2 separate regions of the Mus musculus genome follow, and region 1 is linked to region 2. The links are chromatin contacts, called in public ChIA-PET maps. All regions are on one chromosome and are shown on one strand. Each heading gives the region's core, a stretch centred on a gene start, on an enhancer-like site or on the middle of the called end of the contact. The rest is flanking DNA. Distances are from core to core; before and after follow the strand shown. Region 1 holds the start of Lipc (lipase, hepatic). Region 2 overlaps Lipc (lipase, hepatic).

What was found. ChIA-PET counts read pairs in DNA pulled down with a chosen protein or histone mark.
Region 1: a contact with region 2 is called in an H3K27ac ChIA-PET map of liver, with 5 times the contacts expected there. The contact joins the promoter of Lipc here to the enhancer-like site in region 2. A contact is called at or near these places in 1 of 39 promoter capture datasets (macrophages), 3 of 15 datasets of contacts at CTCF or cohesin (the G1E-ER4 cell line, large pre-B cells and pro-B cells), 14 of 484 Hi-C or Micro-C datasets (the G1E-ER4 cell line, bone marrow, erythroblasts and 4 more), 12 of 115 datasets of contacts at active chromatin or transcription factors (the HPC-7 cell line, cardiomyocytes, differentiating embryonic stem cells and 8 more) and 3 of 9 other capture datasets (adipose tissue, liver and macrophages).

Annotation. Positions count from the first base shown.
Region 1 is chr9:70,931,478-70,937,413 of GRCm38.p6, forward strand. It overlaps Lipc (lipase, hepatic), which reads right to left and starts at 3,331. Exons shown (of 9, transcript NM_008280.2): 1 at 2,999-3,331. The coding sequence starts at 3,083. The region is part of intron 2 of Gm32017 (a long non-coding RNA gene); the gene reads left to right.
Region 2 is chr9:70,824,970-70,831,215 of GRCm38.p6, forward strand. The region is part of intron 1 of Lipc (lipase, hepatic); the gene reads right to left. Among named protein-coding and RNA genes, the nearest start is that of Gm32017, 86 kb to the right of the region's middle. Within about 2 kb of position 3,107, at least 8 of the 459 cell types and tissues checked have an H3K27ac peak or open chromatin away from gene starts, as enhancers often do. A contact at or near this core is called in hepatocytes and liver, where this site is marked.

The DNA.
Region 1 (5,936 bases), core at 2,081-4,580, 110 kb after region 2:
CTTATGCACTAATGTCCCACTCCTACCCACAGAGCAACCATTGCTTTTAAACTCTGTAGATGTTTAAACAAACCTCCAACCTCTAGTAGGATACATAGAAAAATTCAGTATACTAGATATTCCACCCTATTTTCCTGCCCTGATATTTCATTTCACATTTTCTCACACTTATTTTTTAAAGCAGCTAGATAAATTGGTTTTGAACTTTCTTTTTGAGGTCATAATTTACCAGGAGGTAAAGAACCACTCTGTGTCCCCGGCTCAAAACACAACCTACACACAGCCTTGGTAGTATCTCGGGAGGGGTTGGGACTCTGAACCCACCACCTGGGCTGAATAAAGATCCCCAATGTTGTGCTATGAGCATCTCAGGGTCATTGATAAGCCATTTATTCCCAAATACCATACCGTTACCAACTTTCTGAAATGTTTGGTAGTCGGCATTTGAATTTAAAGGTGGACTTAGCAGTGACTGCGATTCTGCCGCTGAGGGTTGATCATGGTCAGCTGCAGTTTAACCAGCCCTGTGTATGTGCTGGCTCAGGATCACTCTCTCCTCTGTCTTCACCTTCCTATTCTTCTCCTCCTCCATATCTATTTCTTCCTCTATTTCTTTTCCTCCTTCTCTTCTTCCTCTGTCTTCTTATCTCCTCCCCTATCTTCTCTCCTCTTTGCTCTCCATCTTCATCTCTGTCTCTTCTTCCTCCTCCCTAGATAATTTACTCTCAGAAGGCTCTTCAGGCTTGGAAGACACAAGCACATTATCATCTCTGAAGCTGTGCTTCTGCCCAAGGAAGGCCTTGCTTTCTTATTCTCTGATGCCAGCTTGCAAGACCCCACACAAACGCACCCCCACCCCTCCCCAGGCTCGGTCTGCACAGGCAGCTGGGCACGAGCTCTTTCATGATCACTTTTCTCCAGTGGGACTCATGGCACGCCATGCTGTGGTGGAGAAACATGCGCACCCATAACTGATCGCCTTCATTACACTCAGCGGGCTGCCTCATACATTGGATTTGACACATATGTGGATCATTCCCATTCCCTTCTGCCCATAATATAAAAATATTTTCAGTAATGTTAATGAAAAAGTAGTAATTGTTTTCTCAACTCATTCTTCAGTTTTAAAGCAATGGACAGATTTAAAGGACAGTGTTTTTTGGTTTTTTTTTTTGGTTTTTTTTTGTTTTTTTTTTTTAAAGACTAACTTCCAACTTTAAGATAGTCAAATACAATAAAATTACTCTGGTGTGAACTCAAATTTTTACTTGCCAAGCAAATTCTTAAGCTTTACAGTTCACAATCTGTCTTATTCATAAATTTTTAAACACAAGCAAAAAAATCTTAGTGGACGGGTATCACATTGGAAAACAGAATTGAAGTAATGTGAACCCTGAACTTTCAGTTTTACACTTGCTTCCATCATGTTTATTTTTAGCTTCCTGTTTAAATGTGGGAATGGGTATTAAGTACCAGGAGGGCTGGAGACATGAAATGTGTCTGAGAGAGGAAGAAGGATTCTGAGCCACTACACGCTCACTCCCATGGGGAGCACACATCCGTTGTTTCTGAGCTCCAAGACTACGTAAGTAACATGTGCATGGGTGTGGGAGAGCATGTGCTGCACATGTGTGGTGGTCAGGGGATGGCCTCAGGGTTGGTCCTTGATTTTTTTACACCTTGCTTGGGACACAAAGACCAAACGAAGAAAGAGAACTTCAGACCAATCTTTATGAACATTGATGCAAAAATACTCAATAAAATTCTTGCCAACCAAATCCAAGAACACATCAAAATGATCATTCACCACGATCAAGTAGGCTTCATCCCAGGGATGCAGGGATGGTTCAATATACGGTAATCCATCAATGTAGTCCACTATATAAACAAACTCAAAGAAAAAAACCTCATGATCATTTCATTAGATGCTGAAAAAGCATTTGACAAATTTCAGCATCCTTTCATGTTAAAAGTCTTGGAAGAACAGCAATCACACTTAACCATTGAACCATCTTTCTAGTTCATCCTTGAGGAAAGAAAAGTTTAAGTCTCCGGTGGATATAGATGCTCAAGTCTGTGACCTCAGTGCTCCTCAGTGCTCAAGAGGATCTCAATGTCGACCCTAGCCTGGGTTACACAGACCCTGTCTCCAAATCCATCCATCCATCCATCCATCCACCCATCCATCCATCCATCCATCCATCCATCCATCCATCCATCCATCCATCAAAATTTTAAACATTCTAGGCCAGCAGATCTTCATGACAATGGGCACAGAAGCAAGGTTCCAAACCCCTGTCTAATTTGGTCAAGTTGTCCAGTCAATCCTACCATTTACTGATCTAACACGCCATTCAGCCAGGAACCTGGACCCCATCTGCCTGGCAGGGCATGGAAGTCTATCCTTGGCCATCACTGTAGTTTATAAAGCCATGGACTAAAAAGACTGATGGCGGCGGCTCCTTCAGCTCAGGAGAAAAGCTTTGCCAGAAAAATGTAAAGACTAGGAAACATGCGAATGACATCTCTGCTTTAGGCAGGACTAGAAACAGGACTCAGATTCCCTTCTCTTGGGAGAGAGCAAGGCGATTTCACAACCCCAATAGGACAGAGCGTTTGATGGCTCCCAGATGACAAATTAGAATTCAAATGAACTTTAAGGATGATCCCAAGTCTTTCAGGTCATTGTCTTTCAAGTCTTTCAGGTCATTGTCTGCTGAAAAAAAAACTTTTCCCATGGTGTCCATATGACACCTGTAAGAGGCCACACTGCCCGTTACAGGGGCTTTTTTTTTTCCCTGTCATCTACTCTCATCTACTCTTTTTGAAAATACGGTCCCTTTTACAAAGTGCTACACAGCTCTGGGTACCTTGGGAGCCACTCATAGAACCACTTCATGAGCTCTGAAGCAGATCCCATCCCAATGTCAATCTCTGCAACACAGTCAAGACCAAAAAAAAATTCACGGCCATTTCTAGAGAAAAGATAAACACTTACCTGTTCCCACGCCTTGTCCACAAGCACTTGATTGGATAAAGATGCAGAACACCAGGAAAATGGAGATTTGGAGGGGATTTCCCATGTCTCTGGCCTCACCTGGGGTCTGAGGTCTTCTTGCTAATGTCTAGAACTAAAGAGACCAGAGTGCTTCTTGGTGCTCAGCTGGGGAAGGCCCCCATTAATTATTAACCTTAAAACACGTTACCTAGAATTTAAACACTTTCTTTACCTTCTCCAGTCCAAATCTATCAATATCTAGATTGACCCACAGAAGCACTTTTTATCTCGATAAGTTTTGGAAATAAAACACCTCGCCAGGTCTTCTTTCCTCTTGAGCCAAGCTCATAGTTCAGAATCAATCAATTGAGAGTCAGTGTGCTGTGTTTGGACATTTGACCAAAGGTCAGCTGGGTGACCTCTGTATTATTGCCTGCTTTACCGCCCCCCCCCATAGTACTTGAATGGGAGGTAGTGTCGTGGTCCTGGTCTTTCTAGTCGCATGCCAATCCCAAAGAGAGATGAAAGCCCCCACCCCCAGGGACTCTGCTTCCTGTTGAGTTCAGCCATGTTTCTGGCACCTGTGGTGTAATTGTGATGGGGCAGCATGTCTTATAGCTGAAAGAGGAGCTGGAGCCTGGTGAGGTCAGGTTAAGAAGGAACTGGGTGAGAAGCAAAGACCAGAGTCTCGCTGAGGGCCCCGTTGAGAGATACCCCAGGATAAATGCACTCACTGGGTTAATTAATGTCCAGCCAAGAGTAGAGGGCTGTGAAGCAAGGTCATTCAGCAAAAGCAGGCAAGAAAGGGTGTGATGTGCAGCTCTTGCAGAGTTCTTGGCTCTCTAGTGTGATTTAAATTTTGTTGTTGTTGTTGATTTAGTATGGACACACTGAACAAATAAATGCTGTGTGTTGAACACCACTGTGTACCAGGCGCTGTTGTTGGCTTTAAAGAATAGTTAAGTGAATAAAGTAGGCAAGCAGTCCAGTCCTTGTGGAGTTTACGTGCCGTGGGCAATGTGGGCATGAGAAGGATTATATGGTAGAAAGCAGAGATGCATGTTTGAGAACTATTTGGCTGGGAATATAGCTTAGTTGGTAGAGTGCTTGCCTAGCACGCATGAAACCCTGGGCTGGATCCCTAGTATAGTGGCTTTGGTGGCACATGCCTATAGCCCCAGCATTCAGGAGGAGGTGGGAGTGTCAGGAGTTCAAGGTCATTTCTGACTCCACAGTGAGTTCAAAGTCAGCCTGTGCTAGATGACACCCGGCAATAAAAAAATAAAGTACAAATAAAGAAATACCAGGGGTGATGGAGAAGGCAGTGGTTTAAACAGAGTGGTCAGAGTGAATCTTGCTTGGAAGTTGTACCTGAAACCAAGGCTTGAGGGGAGTGAAGGGGCCAGTCTGCGGGGAGAAAGACTTTCAGACAGTTAAGGCAAAGGTCCTGAGATTGGAACATGTTTGGTGTGTTCCAAGAACAGAAAGATGGCCCGTGAGCAGGGAGACTCCTCTGAAGGGGGTACAGAAAGGACTCAGACATATAGAACAAAGGAGCAAATAATTTGATCTGTGTTGTTTTGCATGTGAGCAAGGCTAAAGAGGAGAGCTGACTGAAGAGTGAGCCAGGGAGCTGTGACGATGGCTGGTGTGATGTAACCCTGGGCCTGGGTGGGGGCTGGGCTGTTGTTTAGAAGTGGGACTACTAGACTCCCTGGATTGCTGGGAGGGAGGAGGTGAGAGGGGAGTGAAGAATGACTGGAGGCTTTGGGGTTCAGCAAATAGATGAATGGGGTTACCATCCACGGAAGTGATGAGTGAAACAAGTCTGGCAGGGGGAATGAGGAGCAATTCAGGTTTTGCTCTGTGGCGGGCGTCTGAGTTGGCTCTTAGACACTCCAGTGGATGGTGGAAATAGTTAGCAGACAGACAAAGTGCCAACTGTTGTCTGCTAATGGCTGGCTTAAAAGCTCTCTGAGAGAGCTGGGGAGACAACACAGGGAGGAAACTGCTTGCGGTACAAGCACGAGGACCTGAGTTTGATCCCCTAAATCCACATTTTAAAAGAGCCAGGCACGAGCATGTTCTTGTAATCCCAGTGCCTGGGAGGCAGGGCCAGGCTGATCACTGGGACTTGTTGGGAAGCCAGCCTTGCATAATTAGAACGCAGTGGGTCCCGGTGAGAGACGCAAGATGGAGACTGATTGAGAAAGACAACGGATGCCAGCATTTGACGCCCACAAGCATGTATGCAGGCAGCTGTGAATGGTCTTGATCCCAACCCCAAACCTGTGTGCTCTGTGTCTGAGCTTCCTTTCTGAAACACAGGGGCCATCCTGGTTCCTGAAGACCTGGGTTCTGGATTTGGGGGTGTCTCCTTCCTGTTTTGCATGGTTAAGCAGGCTCCACTTCCACTTTTTTCACATTAAACATTTAAATCTTCAAACCCCTAAGACCATTTGGCCTTGGGTCCCTCTTCCATCACCCTGTTATCCTCTCTTCTGGATATTGCAGCAAGCACTCCCAACCCCTACCTCCTTCTGCAGGTAAACTTAGCAAATACAGTGAGCCTGCCTGTCTCCTGGCTCTGGTATCTGTGCAGAATGTTACATAACACCAGCCACATCTATCATCTCATCTCTAAGGTGGGGATAGCACAGCCTGAGATAATATTTTATGATACTCACTTACTTTCCCCTAACTTGTCCTTTCTCCCACATAGGAAGGATAAAGTAAAATCAGTCTATATAGAGTTTGTCTTCCTAAACCACAAGGTCCCAGGCTAGGGAACCACTAACTGACCAAGACCAGTAAAGGACTAAATTTCTTCTTTACATTTGAATTTTATACATAAATGATATACATATAATGTATGTATATGTATGTATTACATGTAATGCATTTAAATCAAATATACCCCCTTTCCTTTCCCTCCAAT
Region 2 (6,246 bases), core at 1,857-4,356:
GAGGGCATGCATGATACAGAGAAAAAACTTGACTTGAACTCACACACACACACACACACACACACACACACACACACACACACACACACACAAATCATAGCTGAAGAGACTGTGCAGACACAATAACAGGTTAAGAATTTATTATTATATTTGATTTATTTGTGTGTGTATGTATATGTATGTGGATATGCATGAGTAGAGGTCAGAGGACAACTTTTGGGAGTTGGTTCTCCTCTTCCACCATGTGGGTCCCAAGAAGTGCCTTCACCCACTGAACTCTCTCACAGGCCTCCAGACAGATTCTTAACAAAAACATCACAAAACACACATTGTGAGGCACTATCAGGCTGCTGGGAGAGGCCTCAGGCCATGCTCCAAGTAACATTTGAACATTCCCTTTCAGTCTCCCCCCTCCCAGAGATATTTGTCCCACAGATTAAAAAGGGGGGGTATTTTAATTTGTATTTATGTGTATGCATGTGCATCTGTCTATGGGTATGTGTATATAAGCAAGTGTCCACAGGGCCCTCTGGGTATTCAGGTCCCCGGAGCTTGAGTTACAGGCATTTGTGAGGCACCAACATGGGTTTTGGGGAACTGAATTCAAGTCCTTTGCAAGAGGACTGTGTGCTCTTAAGCATCAAGCCTTCTCTCTCCAGTCTCTTTGGCCTTTTTCCTGGGACCAGACACGAATGGCCTTATATTCTTTTCCATCTGCCTGAATAGTTTTTCATAGCAATAGAAAAATTTCACAAACATGATTTTAAAAGGTGACATAATTTATCTGTTTTATTTATGTTTAGTTTGTTGCCAGATTTTTTTTTTAATTTAGAACAGTTCTCTGATGGCCATCTTACTACTTAAATCTTTGCCAAAATCTATGCGATCTCTGATACATACTCCTAAGAGCAGATCTTGTAAGATCTCGGGAACCAGACCATTTACATCTCTGTATCAGTTCCTACACATCCACTTTGCTTTGTGCATATTTGTTTCCCCAGGACTAGGGATTGAACCTGGGCCTCGTACATGTTGACAAGCACTCTGCTGCTGAGGCCCATCCACAGCCCATGTTCTCAGCATTTTTTTCGTGTGTGTGTGTGTGTGTGTGTGTGTGTGTGTGTGTACATGAAGTCAGAAGAGGCCATTGGATTCCATGGAGCTTGAGTTACACACAGGTGGTTGTGAGTAGCCTGTTAGAGGTGCTGGGAACCTGCAAGAGCAGCAAATGCTCTTGATCATTAAGGCATCTCTTTAGCCTCTCGTGTCTTCTCAAGAGACCAAGACTCCTGTGGTATGAAGCAAGAAGCTACTGTGGTTTTGAGAGAGGCAATATTGGCCAAGGTAAACAGTCAGTTACTTCAGGAGAATCTATTCTTCTATCCTGGAAAATGAGGTGGTGGTCCTAGGGTTGCCTTCTGTATGGCAGTAAGTACCAAACACCTCCTCCTTTAGTCAGAAGGATTTCGGGTAGTATCCCTTGCAGTGATTTCTGCATTTCCAAGCCAGCTCCTGGTTAGAAGATCCTTAGGAATTCATACAAGAATGAATTTCATCTTCTTTCCTTGGGCAAAGACATCATCAGGTGGATGACTTCAGGCAACCGAGCTAGGCCATCTGGCCTTGGAGAAAGCCAGTTGAAGCTTTAGCTAGGCTTTGCTGCCTTCTGCCTACAGCGCCCGTGCAGGATGATTCTGCTCGGTGGAACGCACGTCAGGTGCTTGTCAGGTACCAGATAAAGTTAATGAAGCAAGTGCATGAGCTGAAGGCCTTGGGCGCTAATGTGCCCCTGCAGAGCTGTTTGCAAAACATCTCCACGAATTCATTATTTAATTGCGCTCTATAGTGTGTGTGTGTGTGTGTGTGTGTGTGCTTACCACACTCTTGCTCTGCAAACATGTACTGCTGAAAATATTCCCAGGCCTGGCAGGAGTCCCCCTGGAAAACCATAATTTCTCGATGTCCCTGAAAATTCTCCAACCACATCCTTTGCCCGGGATGGAACATTCCCACAACGTAAATGGAACTGCCACTCTGTGGCTGCTGGCATCAAGCAAATGACTTAGAGTTGGGCCACGTTGACACTGGAAATTCCTATATGGGGTTGACGTGGTAGCCCTAGTGTTTGCCTTGTAGGCCAAGTGCTTGCCTAGCCTAGCGTACCTAAAGTATTCAGTTCATTCCCAGCATTGCATAAACCCAATGTGGTGGCACAAATCTCTAATCCCAGCAATTAGAAGCCGGAAGCAGGATTAGGAGTTCAAGGTCATCCTTAGGTACATAGGGAGTTTGAGGCCAGCCTGGGCTACATGAGACCCCCTGTCTCAAAAAAAGAGGAAATGACTGAAGAGATGATTTAGAGGTTATGATTGCAGGCTGCAGCTGGGCATGGTGGTATGTGCCTTTAGTCCCAGCACTCAGAAGGCAGAGGCAAGTGGATCTCTGTGAGTTCAAGGCCAGCCTGGTCTAACAAAGAGAGTACGAGGACAGCCATGGCTACATAACCTTGTCTCAAAAACCAACAAAGAAAGATTGGAAACTGCTCTTGCAGAAGACCCGAATTGGGTTCCTAGCATCTACAACAGGTGACTTACAACCACCTATAAATAACTCCAACTTGAGGAGCTCTGATGCCTCTGGCCACCTCGGCAACTGTACTTGGATGCAACATACCTGCACAGAGGCACACATGTACACATAATTAAAAATAATAAAAATAAATCTTTAAAAAAGAACATAAATTGAGAACCCTATTCCTTGACTTCTTGTGCCTTTTTCCTATCTGGTCCTGTGGATAAAGGGGTTCATTAGGGGCCCTGCTCTGTTCAGAGCTTGTTGACACTCTGTGGGACACAGTGCTGGGGATTCTCAGAAGCCAATGCTCTGTAGTCAGATTGCTTGGTCTGAGTCCCAGCTTTGCTGCTAAGGTTCTGTGGCCTTAACCTTCCAGTCTCCCATACTAACAGAAGCACCCCAGTAGGATTAATGTAAGCCAGGGGTGCAAACACATTGCTTTCTAGGAATGTCCAACCTTTTGGCTTCTCTGGGCCACACTGGTTGAAAAAAAATCATCTTGGGCCATACGTGGGCGTCCAACCTATGACCTGTGGGTTTAGAGAGAGTGCATGTGTTGTTTATCTTTTTGGATACTGGGGCACGAAGTTCACGCAGGAGACCTTAGAATTCAGTTACCTAACCACAAAAATCCAGGCTACCCTCTCCCTACCACAAATCTCATAATGTTTTACAGTTTTGTGTTTGGTGGCATCCGTAGCTTTGTGGAGCTTCAGGTTGGACGCACCTGCTTGAAACTAAACAAAAGGAAAGATTTAAGTTTCCTCTTCCTTAGACCACTTGAGGTCCTGATCCTCTGTAGTGTCTAGGATTACACAGACGTGTGTGTGTGTGTGTGTGTGTGTGTGTGTGTGTGTGTTGTAGGCAGTGGTGGGGAATGAATCACAAGCCACTTAGTGAAAAGAGAGGCTGGGTTTAATCAGGGTCATTTATGTGGACTGACAAGGGGCTTGGCTGACTTTGGGGAGGGTAGAGGAGCGTCTAACCATTCCACTCGCCAAGCAGCTTACAGGAGACATAGAGAATGGCTTTGACTATTAACAAGCCAGTTTCAGGAGTCCAGGTCTCAGGCGAGCTCTCTGGGAACTTTTTAGACAGAACTCCGGTGGGAATCCATGTACTGGGTGGAGGGTGATCTCCCTGTCAGCCACCCTTCCCGACTCTCCATGTTTCACATCGTAACCTCAGAACTGTGGTGGTGTTGGCTTTTGTTTGTTTTTTTAAGATTTTTAAATTTTATTTTGTGTGTATAAGTGTCTTAGCTGTGGGTATGTGTACCAATTGAGTGCAGTGCCTGAGGACGTCAGACAAGTGTAGGATGTAAAACCATGCCAGGAAGTGTGGTAAGGTAGAGCAGGTTGAGACCCAGAGACTGGGTGGGCACACACTGAGGTGGGCACACACTGAGGTGGGCACACACTGAGGCTTAGGTGAGTCCCAGCTCCCTGCCAGACTCCTGAGTTGGAACACATACCAGGCTTCTCACATTAAAGAAACATGTCCTATGGTCACATAGGCCCAAAATAGAGTTCCCCATGCTAATGAGGTAGCTAGAGGCCCAGAGGGCTTAACCAGTAAGCTTCCCTTCCCAGACATTCCTCTCTGCAAGACGAATTTAATCTCAGGTCCACTCTGAGAAGTGTGTATGGTGTGGTATGCCTTCATTTTGCATCATGTGCAGCCGATAAACAGTTTAGAACCATGGACTGTCTCTTTCATCAAGGTCTGCTGTGGGGATCATGGAGAAGCCATTGACTACAGAGCCTCAGCTTATTTTTCCTGTAGAAAGACTCTCTGTCCTCCCAGCCACAGCTACCACCAAGCCTGCCTCAACCAAGCTAAGAACAGTCACTGCTGGGGCAAGCGGGAGCTCCCTCCCTTTGTCCTTTTTCGCCCCAGGATAGACACTGTCCCCAACCTGGACTCTATTCTCGGCTCTTCTGAGACTCCCAGCGACGCCTGGAAATTCCAAGAGTGTGAGTACTCCACAGTCTTCATCACAGGCTCAAAGACCCCTAAACCAGCTCCCGTTCCCCACATCTTCCCACCCCTGGAAGCCCTGTCTTGGTGCTTCCCTACAGCCTAGCATCTGCCCCGGTGGCAGCGTGGGATACAGCAGTGTAGGTGCTGGGAATTGAACCCAGGTCCTCTACAAGAGCAAATGCTTTTCACCACCGACCCACCTCTCCAGCTGTACCATGGTCCTTTGAGACTGGATACACGGGAATAATTTACACTTGGGAAATTGGTAAAGCTTAAATCTCACATTTGGATTAATTTCTTTTTACCATTTATTTGGTGTGTGGGTGTATATGTGCAACCATGGGTGTGTGTCTGGTGGTGAGAGGATCATCTATGGGAACTGGCTCTCTCTTTTTACGTCATGGGTTTGAGGGCTGGGCTCAGGTCACCAGGCTGCACAGTGAGCACCTTTACGACTGAGCCATCTCACAGGCCCCAGACTTGTGTTGATGAGTGTATAGGCTTGCACAAAACATGGAGAAGTATAATGGATTATAATCTCATTTCTTTATTCAGGGCTTCTGCTTCTAGTCCTGAAAAGCCCTCAGAGCTAAGGAACAGTAGGACTGAGAAGATAAATTCTAACTAACATCTGAACCAATGGTTGTTTTATATGAGGGTGTGGAATCTGATCTGCCTACTAAAGCTTACACAGCTGGTTACCCATGAAGAGAGAATCAGGATACCGGCTTCTGCGCAAGTGCAGCCTCCCTCCCTGTGGTGATGGGGGTAGTTGACCTTTGGTCAAGAGTTTGCCACCTGTGTGCGCGGGGGTTTCCTGTTTGCTTGTTTATTTAATCTCACTTCCTTATTCAATCTTATTTCCTGTCTCGTCCATCCCATGTGTGTGTTCCCTGCTTTCTCAAGGCAGAAATCTGCCTTTCTGCTGAACAGATTCTGGAGCAAGCTTACAGGTTTTATTTTTTTGGGGGTGGTGGTGGTGGTGGTGAGGTGGGGTGGGATTGTTTTGTTCTATTTTTCCCATTTAAAATTGTATTAGTTGCACAAAAACTGAGTTAACAGGAGAAAATAGAATTTTAAAAATACCTTAGGAGTTATCACTCCAGTGGATTGCCTTCTTGCTTCTCTGTGTTTCTGTTCTGCATACGGACGTGAATATGGTTTTTTACATATATTCATATTTTTACATCTATACATAACTGCGTAGATGATTTTTAAATTCCATATAACAAAATAAACATTTCTCCATGTTTCTATGGCGTTCATGTTCACATTTAAAGGCTGAGTGATAGATATTCCACCCAGAGAGTATTTGATAATGTGTGTATCCTCTTCCCTGTCACGGGATAATCAATAGAACCCTTACAGCTCACTTTTATAAACTCAACTTCATAGAGAACATTAGTCCCATTCGGATGGCTGGCTGGTGTGGGCTTACTTGGTTAACTGACATTGCTGTTTTGATATGATGGCTCAGCATCTTACAGCTACCCCTTCCCCAGGTGTCAATTGTACTTATCTCCAGCCCAGGCAACCCAGGCAGAAATCAAACGTGATAGTGAGGACTGGGCCTATGGCTCAGCCATTAAAATACTTGCCACACAAGCACAAGGACCTGCCACTGGGTTAGCACACTTGTGGAAAGCTAGGCATAGTAGCACAGGGCTGGAATCCCACCGGGGGAGATGA